Regions from separate parts of the Triticum aestivum genome. Here region 1 is linked to region 2. The links are chromatin contacts, called in public Hi-C maps. All regions are on one chromosome and are shown on one strand. Each heading gives the region's core, a stretch centred on a gene start, on an enhancer-like site or on the middle of the called end of the contact. The rest is flanking DNA. Distances are from core to core; before and after follow the strand shown.

Region 1 (6,440 bases), core at 1,736-4,235, 270 kb before region 2:
ATTAGACACAGGTCCAGAGTTGGAGGCAGCACCGCCAAATGAAGGATTTCTCGAAGGCGCATTGCCTAGAGGACCAGATTTTCTAGATCTTTCAGCATGGAGCTCAAACATCTTCCCAAGCTCTCCAGATTTCTTGGTGTCACCACCAGTGTATGGCATCACATTGGATCCAAAGGTCGGGGCCTTCTCCTTAGGTTGCTCAGGTCGGCCAGAAACATAAAGGCCACTGCTCAGCTGATGTGATGGAAATCTAGAACCCATGTTTTTGAACCACCAAAATCAAGTATATTATTCAACCAGCTGAAGTGTAATCAAGCGAAGCTAATTTGAGTCTTGATGTGCACAGCTGTCCTTCTCACATAGTACAACCTACACCTTGAATCAGCTCCTGAAAAAGGACATAATAATATATAAATAGCCGACGCATGTGAAGTACATTTTGCCAATATGTGACCAAGAGATAATCACTTTAGAACAAATAGCATGCAGATAAAGAAAAAATTGATGTTAGTAAGAACCACAATAATACTGATCATCCACGGGATTTTAAATGAACAGCTTTTACATCAGAGTGGGTTGACTATAGCAAAACATGAGCTAATTAGAAAATTGATGCATGGGACAAAACAACAAAAATATATAGAATAAGAACCAACTCTTCAGAGAAAATTTAGCGCGTCATACATTTGTGTTTCCACTTTGAAGTTTATTCAGACGACTTAACAAGCAAACACCTTATGCTAAGCATATTTACTAATTTGTCAGACTTTTTTTTGTCTGACACTGGTGTAAAAACTTGCACGTCATGAAAAGACAATGCAATCAAGCAGTTCCTTCATGTACGGCTCAAAGGGAGAGGGCACCAGTGACAGGAGCAATGGCATGGTGCGGCAGGCTATGAGGGTTAGGTGAGGGATGAGTGGCGGCGATGGAGCGGTGAGGGGCAGGCACTAAGGGTCCAAAGCGAGGTGAAGAATGCTGCAGAATTGATTGGGGGAGAAAGAATGGCTTGGGTTAATTTTAGGAGAGAGGAAATTTCACTTTCCAGACGCACGCCAATTATTGGCCAGCTTGCTTCTCAGCTATCACACACATGCATATGGTTTAGCTGGCATTTATGTATGTCTTGCAATGATAGATGCCAGTGATGCTACAGATTTTACCTGGCACTTACCAAAAATGGCTTTGTTTCATTACTGTGTGGGCACATTATATGTGTACGCTGGTACATACGAAATGCCTTAAGATTTTCAGATATTTATAAGTGCAGCATATAAGTGTATGATGGCAGATTTCATGCTTTCCTATTAAGTGCCCCTAGTAATAGGCTAGTATGAGTGACTGTTATAACGATGACTCAAATCTTTTTCTATCATAATCATTGGCAACACCATTCTAGGACACAAGTTACTGAAAAAAAACGTTCAATATAGCAGAGGTAGCTAACCAAAACATACGTGAAGCGAAGGACTCAGCCGTAGTAGATCTACTTCAAGATTCAGATATAACCCTATAACAAGTTTCAGACATAGAACCTGATATGACAAGTCAAGTTGGAATCAGATAATATAGCATTCCCCCCAAATGAAGCTATAGACAAACTCTGGAAACATGCAGGATTCATGGAGACGTCTCCCCTGAAATAACTAAGCACGCCGAAATGTATGCAGAAAAAAGAAACTGGTAAATTTTGAGAGTTATGATAACATCATCGGCAAGAAAAGTGTGTCCCACCCCCTAACACGGTTGAAATATGACTTCCAGTGTGCAGTGAAGTTGCCAAGGACAACATCAGATCTCAGATATAGCTTGAAGTTCATTCAAAAAAGAGATATAGCTTGAAGCTTGAGCAAAGGACTCCCAGTGATAACAACAAACATAGTTATTTGGAGCAACCAGGATGGTAAATATTGACACCATTCTACTCGTGCAGTGAGTAATCGATTTGCATGACATCTACTAGATCCTAGCCAACCAGGCCTGCATACGAACAAAGTAACGCTGGAAAATAAATCGCAGCATGGCAGCAAAGTTCACTGGGGCAATGCCCGTTTCAGATCGATGAACTTAGTCACCCGCAAAAAGAGAAAAAGATGGATGAACTAGTGCCAGATCTAGGCATATTTCTGAAAAAACAAGAAGGCAAAATACCCCTTTTATAAAATTTCAGAAATTACGACTAGAAATAGCATTCCGCCAAGAAGTGGTAGGTGAGAAATGATTCCTCGACCACAAGACAAATATGTTCCAGTAATTCCCCAAAACTCCGAATAAAAAAAGTCCGTAAATACATATAGCGACTAGAAAGCCCAATCCCTGCCCGCATCTCACAGGTCGAAGCCCCGGGAAAGACGAATCTGTGGAAATCCCGCCGGAATCTGGCTCCACCGACACAAGGAAACAGCGAGGCACCGCATTAGCGACGCTGGCGGTCCCCAAGAATCGCGGCAAGGAGCACCACAACCACCACCTTTCGTGGCAAAAAGGACGTTCGTTTCCCGCAACCACCCCTCCCCTCCTCCCGGAACGACGGAGCAGATTCGTCTAAGCAAGGAAAAAAATATCGGAACTCGCCCGAACCAAGAAGCACGGGGGAGAGACGGCAATGGCGCGCTTAGGGGCCAAGAACCCGCAGAAACGGCAGTGGTTTCCGGTGGAGGCGTGGGAAATCTCTGCATACCTCGAGGGGACGGCGGACATCTTCTCTTGGGAGGGAGGAAATCAGCGAGGGAGGGGGGAGTGAGCTCCGTTCGCCTGCCTGCTGCGCCGACGGAATGGGGGGAGTGGGTGGGGAGGGGAGGGGAGCGCGCACAGCACAAATGGAGCAGACGGGGGACAGAGAGTAGGAAGGGGGAGAGAGAATAAGCGGGGAGGCGGAGAGGGGAGGGAGAGAGAGAAAATAATGCAGCGCGAGGGGGGTGGGGGATGGTGGGAGCGCGTACGACGCCTTTCAGCTCCTCTCCCTCTCCCTCTCCCTCTCCCTCTCTCTCTCTCTCTGCGGTGTGCTGTCTGTCTGTTACTCCCACGACGAACGACTCTCTCTCCTCCCCCGTGATGCAGCTGCTCGCTACTACTGTAGCTGCTGAGCAAAATGACCATAATGCCCCTGGATTGTTCTTTTTTCTAAAACTTTTTTTTTTGCATGTGAGTAGTACATTTTTGTCTTGGCGAATTCGAAAGAGTTACTGGCTGGCAGTGGCAGTAGTAGTAGTACTAAGTAGGAGGAGTAATTTCTAATTAATTACTTGGGGTAAATGCCAATTGGTTGGGTGGCGCTACCAGTCGGGGAGATGATTGCGACGGTGCGCTGCGTTTTCCTCCTTCTTTCCGTTAACAGCGCGCGATTAATTGTTGCGTCGGTGCGGGATGCAAATCCTCCTCTTTCTTTTCTTCGGGGGTGCTGATGATCTACTGCTCCGTCCCGTTCGACCTCTGTCCAGCAGTGTTGCTCCTTTCGGAAATAACCAATTTGGATGCGTAAGAAGAAATCGCTCGAGTGGCTCTGTGAGCCTGAGAGCAACAGCCATGAACGAATATCAAAGTGCGCCACTGGAGTGGTACTAGCGGTCGTAATTAACGGCCCTGTTAGTGTTAGCTTAATGATCGCTTGCAAGCAACCATCATGATCGTGGTGATGGTGGTATGGTACATGATCGCTCGCGCCAGCCAACTAATCGCTCTGCTCTGCTCTGCTCTGGTGTGCGCGTTTGAGTGGATTGCACTGAAAGTCTCCTCCCTCCCCGTCTCTCCGGCCGGGCCGGCCGGACACGACACAGCGCAGGTATCGCAGAACCCACGACATGCCGGTAGGTGCGCACGAGGCGGAGGCGGAGGCGATCGACCGGCACACGCACACGCCATGTCTCGGCTCCGTCGCTCCGTCCGAGGCGCGTGTGTGTGGTGCCAACGGGCCGGACGACGGGTGCATCCAAAATCATGGAGGAACGAGGATTATGTTATGCGCGTGTGGTGCGTGCTGGTAGATTACCAACGGTCGGCTCGGGCTCTGCTCTGCTCTGCTCTTGGCGACCCCCAACCACAGCCCACCCTACACGTGATGCTCGCATACGGTTCACGCCCTACGGACCTGCACGGGCACCGCCGGGCCCGACCGACGTTCGTGCAGCACAGCGCGCGGTTGCACGGCGCTACAGTGCGTGCCTCGTCTCCTCTCTGCGACCCCCAGTCTGTGTCTGTGGCACATGGCCAAAGGGTATGTATTGTACGTGTGGCACTAGCTAAAAATACGGACACTCGTCTAGGGGTTGGCCAATTAAAGAGCGGTATTGTACGTATCTCCTTTCTAGATACCTTGCTGAATATGCAATGTAGTGTCTAATGACGTCTCCCTGCAATGTACTAGTATGGAAGTAGCAACTGATCCGTTGACTGAATTTTGTTTTTTGCGTGAGCCAAACTCTTCTTAACCATTTATTTATTATTTAAAATGAAATTAACAAACAGAAGTTCGGTTGAAACAAAATGAGTGACCCAAATTCCCTGTGAGTTGATTTCCTTCAAAACAACCAATTCGGCCTTCCCTCAACAAGAGGGTGAAGCCCACCGAAAAGAAGATGGACTGGAAAAAAAAAACACCCGTTAACCCGCTAACATGAGCGCAAAAGTCACCTGGTCCCGACCACCGCACATCAAGATCTGGAGATTATCCCCAAGGGAAATACTGATTCTCAATTCTAAATCGCACACCAAATTCACAAAAGCTATACTAGGGTTGATTGTAAATCAGTGCATGGATCTTACTAGAGAAGACCAAATTCACAAAAGTTCTACTAGGGTTGATTGAATTAGATGCACCCCTATACCCTTCATGAAGATGAAAATCAAAACAAAACAAAAAGTTATTCAAGAGAGAAATGAATCAGAGGAAACCCTTTTACCTTCCTAAAGATAAAAACAAAATCACAAGCAAAATGGACAAGAGATTTACTAGAGATGAATGAATTAGAGGCACCCCTACTACCCTCCCCGAAGATAATAACAAAATCACAAGCAAAATGGACAAAAGATTTACTAGAGATGAATGAATTGGAGGCACCCCTACTACCCTTCCCAAAGATAAAAACAAAATCACAAACAAATTTGACAGATTTTTTACTATATATCGATCCTTTCACTTTGATATCGTCATAATTATTTGATTTTCTATCAATTGGCCAACAGTAATTTATTTACGCACCATATGCTATTTTCTCGAGAGAAGCCTCTAGTGAACACTATGCCCCCGAGTATATTTTCTATCATATAAAAATCAAAAATACCTTGCTGCAATTTTTTTTATTTTTTTTTATTTTGTATTTTAGTTAAGTCTATTTATCAAATCTCATATAATTTAATCTATCTCAATACCATTGAGGGATTGACAACCCCTTTACGCGTTGGGTTGCAAATATTTGTTATTTGTGTGCAGGTGCCGTTTACATAGTGTTGCTTGATTCTCCTATTGGATTGATAACCTTGATTTCGTAACTGAGGAAAATACTTACCTTTGTTGTGTTGCATCATCCCTTCCTCTTCGGGGAAATACCAACGTAGATAGAAGCAATCAGGAAGAATTTTTGGCGCCATTGCCGGGGAGATATCATCAACATCTATCAAGTGCCTACGCATAAACTTTCATCTCCTTGCAATTTACTTTAGTTGACATTTGTCTCGTTTTCATCTTCCCCATGTCTAAACAATTTTTACAGAAATAGAAAAATATTTTTCGTTTGCCTTTTTCTTGTTTGCCTCTTTGAACCTATCATCATGAGTGATTTTGGTATGGCAGAAATGGATGATGGTAGAACTCCTAAAATTGGACGTTCTACTAATCTGGATGCTAAAACTTTTGTTTTGGGACAAGGAAATGTTATAGGAAAAGGTGCCATCCAAGAAATTTTTAATTGTGTTGGAACTTTGACTTGTGATGATACTCCTATACTCAAAAGAACTAAAACTTATGCAGAATCTATTTCAACACTTGTTCTTAAACTTGAGAAAAGATTTATCCGTACTCATCCTACCTTGCAAAGGTTGTTTTATGACCTACTCCCTCCGTTCGGAAATACTTGTCATCAAAATGGATAAAAGGGGATGTATCTAGACGTATTTTAGTTCGAGATACATCTCTTTTTGTCCATTTTGATGACAAGTATTTTCGGACGGAGGGAGTACCTATTATAAAGGATCCTAGAGCTAAGAAAATAGCTACCCTTGTCCTTTTTTTGAGAAAAATCATAATACCATTAAACAGATGTCATATTACAACACGAGATCATGAAAACCATGATAGAAAAGGAGAGAGGACACATGTCTAGAAATAATTGCAAAAAAACTCCATTGAAGTAGATTTCTGCAACAGCCATCGTTGCCACTTGCCATCTTCGGAGACGAAGAAACACCATCGCCCATAAAGGCTTTGTGAGCCCAAGAAAGGGCCT
Region 2 (6,118 bases), core at 3,091-5,590:
TCTTAGGTGAGTGACGCGAGCGCCATCCGTCCCATGTAGAAATTTATAACACTCCTTATCTGTCGACCACTGCTATAAACGGGAACAAATCGCACCAACAAAATTGTACAAAATCAACATCACCTAGAATTGTACGCATTTCATCAACATCACCCTAACGGTCGCAACATAAATAAAAGAATAAAGACACTTCTGAAAACAAAAACCAACGATGCCGACATGTACTGTACCTTTGTCTATACCAATATTCTCCCTGATCAAGACGCTACTGACTTTAGTCTAGTACTCTAGTATATGATCTACCAGGGCTTCAAACTTTAGTAAAGAAAAAGAAGCATTCATTACCACAGAGTTTATTTGGAGTGGCCGACATGGAAATGACAGAAAGGAACAGTCTTCTTTTCCTGCGCAAAATATGCCTGCGATCAAACTCCAGGGCATCAACAACCGACTAAAACAGTTGATTTCTGCAGCAAGAGGCAACGTACAACAGGTTCGGCAAGAAATCTGTATTAACATTACCAACTGACGCCGACAACCCGTGGAGCTGACGGGTGCCCGTACAAGCAGAAATAATCCACAAAGAATAGTTGGTACATCATACAACTTCAGCTCAGAGAGCAGTCAAAGGGCACATGACACTAGGCTGTGTTGTAATACAAATTCATCATATTTCATCTTAAGCACGCATGATCTACCAAGAAGAGACGGGCGATGAGGCGGCTCATTATTGTCGCTAGGGTCTGTTAAGACACCTATATCGTCTATATGTACAGCCATCAGCAGGGTTTTACTTCTCCGAGCTGAGTCTTCCTGTGTCCACCTGGGGATCTGCACAACATAACATCTTAGGCTCAGATTTGCTTCTGAATGAAGCTCAGAACAGACAAAAGCTCATTCAGGTCGCAGAGAAAATGACTCCTTACCAAACTATTTCATAGGTATTCAATTTGAGTGTTAGGTAACAAGTCATGTTCTCTTACTATGAATGGTTTATACTGGATTACTGGACAGATGTTTTTAGATAAACTAAGGTAAACACTAGTCGACGACTGTCAATCAGCAAGGGCCCCTGCATCACATTATCCGTAATAACACTTGCCCAAAAGTGGCAATAGTAACATTCCAGGTGATGATAATCGGAGCCAGCAAGTTATCCACTCTAGTCTATCGCAAATGAACTGCAGTAAGCTACTGTATTATTGTACTCTTTCCAGCAAAAAGGGTATTAGTGTTGACATCATCAGAGCATGCACGAAAAGGATATATCATGTGTAGATGGCGGCATAATGTGACAACAATAAAACAAGACACACCTAAAGGCTAGAGTTCAAATCAAATGGTGGCATAGAATACCAATGACAGTTAGACCAATAGAGTAACTAAAACATTATCCTAAGGAATGTGAACAAACTTACCCCAGGTAAACTTGCAAGGACAAATTAGCTTTCCTCATCATCAGTTTTAGCATTTTTCCTTGACTTCTTCACTGGATGCCAAACTTTCCCTTTAACAGAAACTAATTATTAGCTTACCAAACAATAATGAAGAGCACAGCCAAAAGGGGAAGTTCCCAATCTAACAATCAAGGTCTTGCATGCACATGCATCTATTAACTCATAAGACTCATGGATAATCTGTAACCAATGTAATCAAACTACACTCAGTCCATCACCTCTTCCAAAACATAAATCTAACTCAAAACCAGACAGTACTCAACATAAGCCTCACACACCAAATCATATCTGGTACAAGACAGTTGTAACCATTTTGGGCCTCAAGGTAGCAGTAGCGCAGTATGCTAGACCCAATATATATACCCTACATAATTCTAATAGTGGAAAACAGCATCAAATGTCCAACCCACCAATGTTTATAAGACAACTCCGAAGTTGTCGAACACATGACTAGATGTCTCAACCAACCCAGGTTTTCTTTATTTTGGCGCCACTATATATATGATGTCTGATGTTTCAATATTTCTTTTATGATGGTTGTACGACACAACAGGCATCACATGACAAACCAATATCAGCAACCTCTACCTAGAGTGGAAAAGAAGAAGCCTGCTCACACATCAAGTCCAAATTCTAAGGCCCACCAGGATATCCTTCTCTATGTCTACCGATCTGCTTATAACCGTTGTCTAGACAAATTAAAATATAAGCACCTTTATGGCGCTAATATTACTTGGTCAAGTACAAAAATGTTTAAAAATAATTAGATGCTGCATAGAAAACAACAAGAGACTCTACCAAAAGTCAAGGTTTCTCCTTAAAAAATCAAGTTTTTGGACCTTTCTCTTCTCTTAGAGAGGAGATCAAAGGATATGTCTGTCAGACCAACAACGTTCAAAACCTAAATATACTGAACACAAATAAAGCATAAGAAACAGGATGAATGTTTGTGAGTATATATGGGCATGGAGGCTAGTATAGCATGTATACAGGATTTTCAGTATTGCTACTGTTATGGTGTTTCGTTGTACGACCGTCATACATATGAAGTCATTTAAGTCGTATGCGAATCATTATCATTTTCATACCAGTTATAACCTCACTGAATACTGACTGTTAAACCTCCAACTGAAGAATGTGCTATTACATAAGGGCACCACTCCTGGGCCTGGTTATACTACTAGGATTACTAGTAACTTGCAAGACTTAATTTAAAGACACTAGATCAAATAAATGACTACCTCATGAAAAAAAAGTATTTTTCGCAACATTTATGTGGAGGATCTCAGAGCATCCACATACACTATAAAGTCATGGTGATCCGACCTATGTACACTGCATTGAATTTGAATGGATTAATTATCTTCAACCAGAAAGGCAAAATTTCCAGTATTAAATTGTGGATTAGGAGGTCTGTTAGGTTGTTAAGATTCATCAGGCAAAGACAAATAACTTGCAGAAATGCAGATGCATATGCCAATTAACATAAAACTGCATAAAAATTACAGTCAGCTAGTAGAATCATCATGGCCTGCATGAGCTAACAAAAGGAGTATTCATCTTAAACAAAACAATACTAAGTTAAACAATCACGATCGCTACAGCACAGTGACACGTATTTGGATGTGCATTCCAGAAAAAATCACAATCACTAACTGCACTATCCATTTTGAAAGTGTACGCAATGATACTATAACCATGCAGTTGAATTTGGTGAACCAGCAAAACAGAATAACATAATAGTACAGGCAAAAGCATGAAATGGAACAGAGAAAAATGATTTATCAGAAGTTTTCTGTATCCCACAAACTATGTCATTTGTCATCTACTATGGAAAAATCCTCATAACTTCCTATACCTATTAAAATGGCCTATCATACATGTTTCATCAGGTAGCATATCTCCCATACTAAATTTCACATGGTGGAAGTGGTACAGCAGAAAAATAATAATATATATTTTGCATAAACTAAATCATCCAAACACATATCAAATGTCCATAGCGAGCAATTTATCAGGCACCGCATAATATATAACCCAAAGCTAATGATATGCACAGTCTATCATGGTTGATTAGGATTGATTTCACTTGGGGGAGAAACAGAATTCCAAGAACATGTTATAAAGCGCAAAATGGTCCATGATTTATAACTGCAGAAGGTCAAGTATCCAGCTAGAGGATAGAGAATGGTAAGACATCATTGTACGTGTTTGAATTTTCCGGCTTTAGCATTCATTTTGGATGCCAGGGGCAGATGCGCCCTTCCGTGCTTCGCCCACAGATTAAACGTGGCAGCTCAGCTCCAAGGCTATGCACCCATAACACATCATCATTTCGCAATCCAAACAAGTCTCATCGACCTCACCTTGGACGAAATAGGCCTCTGACGGCCAGCCCCGCTGCGTGGTGAAGCACATGGCCTCCTCCTTAGTCATCGCGGCCTTAACCATGGTGGCTCTCGCCATCTCCGCCGTATCGACGGCGCCCCTCGCGCTGTAGACGACCGTGCCGACGAGATCGGACACCCCGAGCGGCCGCCGCATCGGCGGCACCCAGTACGATCCCCCAGGCACGAAGGGGAGCCACTCCGGAGCGGCCCGCCGCACTAGGACACCGCGGATGGCGTCGTTCAGGCGCCCCATCCCCATCGGCTCCTCCGCGGAGTCGCCGGATGAGGTGGAGGAGGCGGATTCCTCGGAGAGGTCGATCTCGATCAGCTCCACCTTGTCTGAGAGGGCGCGGTGGGGCTGCAGGGAGGACCCCGGAGCGGCCGGGCGGCCTAGGGTTAGGGTTCGCGCGAGGAGGCGGGCCATGGTAGATGGCTAGGGGATCGCGCGGATAATGGGAAGATTTGACACGCGACTCGCCCCAGACGGAGACGAAGACGATGGAGGTTGTGCGTGGGGCCCGCGTGTCATCGGCAGTGAGCGAATCGGTGGCTGGCGCGCGGGGTCCAACCCGTGGTCAAGGGGAAATGCAATTTCTAAGTCTCAAATGCATTTTATTTCTTTTACGCTTTTTTTAGCAGAGTACAATCAAAGTCCCTCAAATACATGAGCATGCACCCACCCCATGAACGCTTTCACGCACACTCTACCCCCTATAACCACCTCCAAGAGCCTGCATATCATCTTGAGATTTGTGAAGTCGCCACAGACGCCGTCATTGTCGACATAACATGTATTTTTCACTCTGATATGTTTCTTTTCATTTGTTTTTTTAGACAACTGTTTTATTTCCGAGATGATTTCTCGAGGAAAACGAAGGCGCAAAGCTCAAGCTATAGATGGGAAAGATGAGATCTCACCGTTTTATTTCTCTTATTAATTAATTAAAGTTTTGCTTTTTCTCTATAGTTACACAACATATATTTTCCCTTGTGATTTTTTTTTGCATTTTTAGTCTTGAGGCAATTATCCTTTTTTCGAGATGATTTATGGAGAACAAGGACATAAAGCTCGAGCCATAGACGAGACGCCGCACCCACCAACCTCGCCAAGGGGAGGTGGTAAATGGGCACCGGAGAATGAGGGTTTTCGAGGGATGGGCGGAGCGGGGCGGCAACAACTCAACGAAGGAGGTGGCTCAGGCGTTGCGGCAACACACGGGCTGCAACTGGTGGGAGATAATGATGGACGACAAGTGGTAGCATGCCAGTGATATTGTGGCAGTGGCAGATCTAGTGAGGGAACCATCATGGCACCCCTCTAGTTTTCAACATATATTAGACACTAATCGTACAACAATCGAATGCTATTGGAGGAGTTTTGATTGCTCCATGCTACTTTGTCTATTGTTTTGGACTTAATGGGCTTTATTTTTCACTTTTATATTATTTTTGGGACTAACCTATTAACCGGAGGTCCAACCTAGAATTGCTGTTTTTTTGTCTATTTCAGTGTTCCGAAGAAACGGAATATCAAACGGAGTCCAAACGGAATGAAACCTTCGGAAACGTGATCTTCTCACCGAACGTGATCCAGGAGACTTTGACCCTACTCCAAGAAGTGTCAGAGGCGGTCACGAGGGTGGGGGGCGCGCCCTCCCCCCTGGGCGCGCCCCCCTTCCTCGTGGCCCCCCTGACGCTCCACCGACGTACTCCTTCCTCCTATATATACCTACGTACCCCCAACAGATCGGGGACGGAGCCAAAAACCTAATTCCACCGCCGCAACTTTCTATATCCGCGAGATCCCATCTTGGGGCCTGTTCCAGAACTCCGCCGGAGGGGGCATCTACCACGGAGGGCTTCTACATCATCACCATAGCCCCTCCGATGAAGTGTGAGTAGTTTACTTCAGACCTTCGGGTCCATAGTTAGTAGCTAGATGGCTTCTTCTCCCTTTTTGGATCTCAATACAATGTTCTCCCCCTCTCTCGTGGAGATCTATTCGATGTAATCTTCTTTTTGCGGTGTGTTTGTTGAGACCGATGAATTGTGGGTTTATGATCCAGCTTATCTATGGAAAATATTTGATTCTTTTCTGAATTCTTTTATGTATGATTGAGTTATCTTTGCAAGTCTCTTCGAATTATCCCTTTGGTTTGGCCAACTAGATTGGTAGTTCTTGCAATGGGAGAAGTGCTTAGCTTTGGGTTCAATCTTGCGGTGACCTTACCCAGTGACAGAAAGGGTTGCAAGGCACGTATTGTATTGTTG

What was found. A called contact is a pair of places that touch in the nucleus more often than the background predicts.
Region 1: a contact with region 2 is called in a Hi-C map of leaf, with 4 times the contacts expected there. The contact joins the promoter of LOC123046519 here to the promoter of LOC123046518 in region 2. A contact is called at or near these places in 3 of 5 Hi-C or Micro-C datasets (leaf and root) and 1 of 1 datasets of contacts at active chromatin or transcription factors (leaf).

What each region holds. Positions count from the first base shown.
Region 1 is chr2B:654,811,185-654,817,624 of IWGSC CS RefSeq v2.1, reverse strand. LOC123046519 reads right to left here and starts at 2,985. Exons shown (of 6, transcript XM_044469915.1): 1 at 2,681-2,985; 2 at 1-388. The coding sequence starts at 261.
Region 2 is chr2B:654,546,947-654,553,064 of IWGSC CS RefSeq v2.1, reverse strand. LOC123046518 reads right to left here and starts at 4,340. Exons shown (of 3, transcript XM_044469910.1): 1 at 3,824-4,340; 2 at 1,419-1,507; 3 at 493-831. The coding sequence starts at 4,271. The coding sequence ends at 1,443.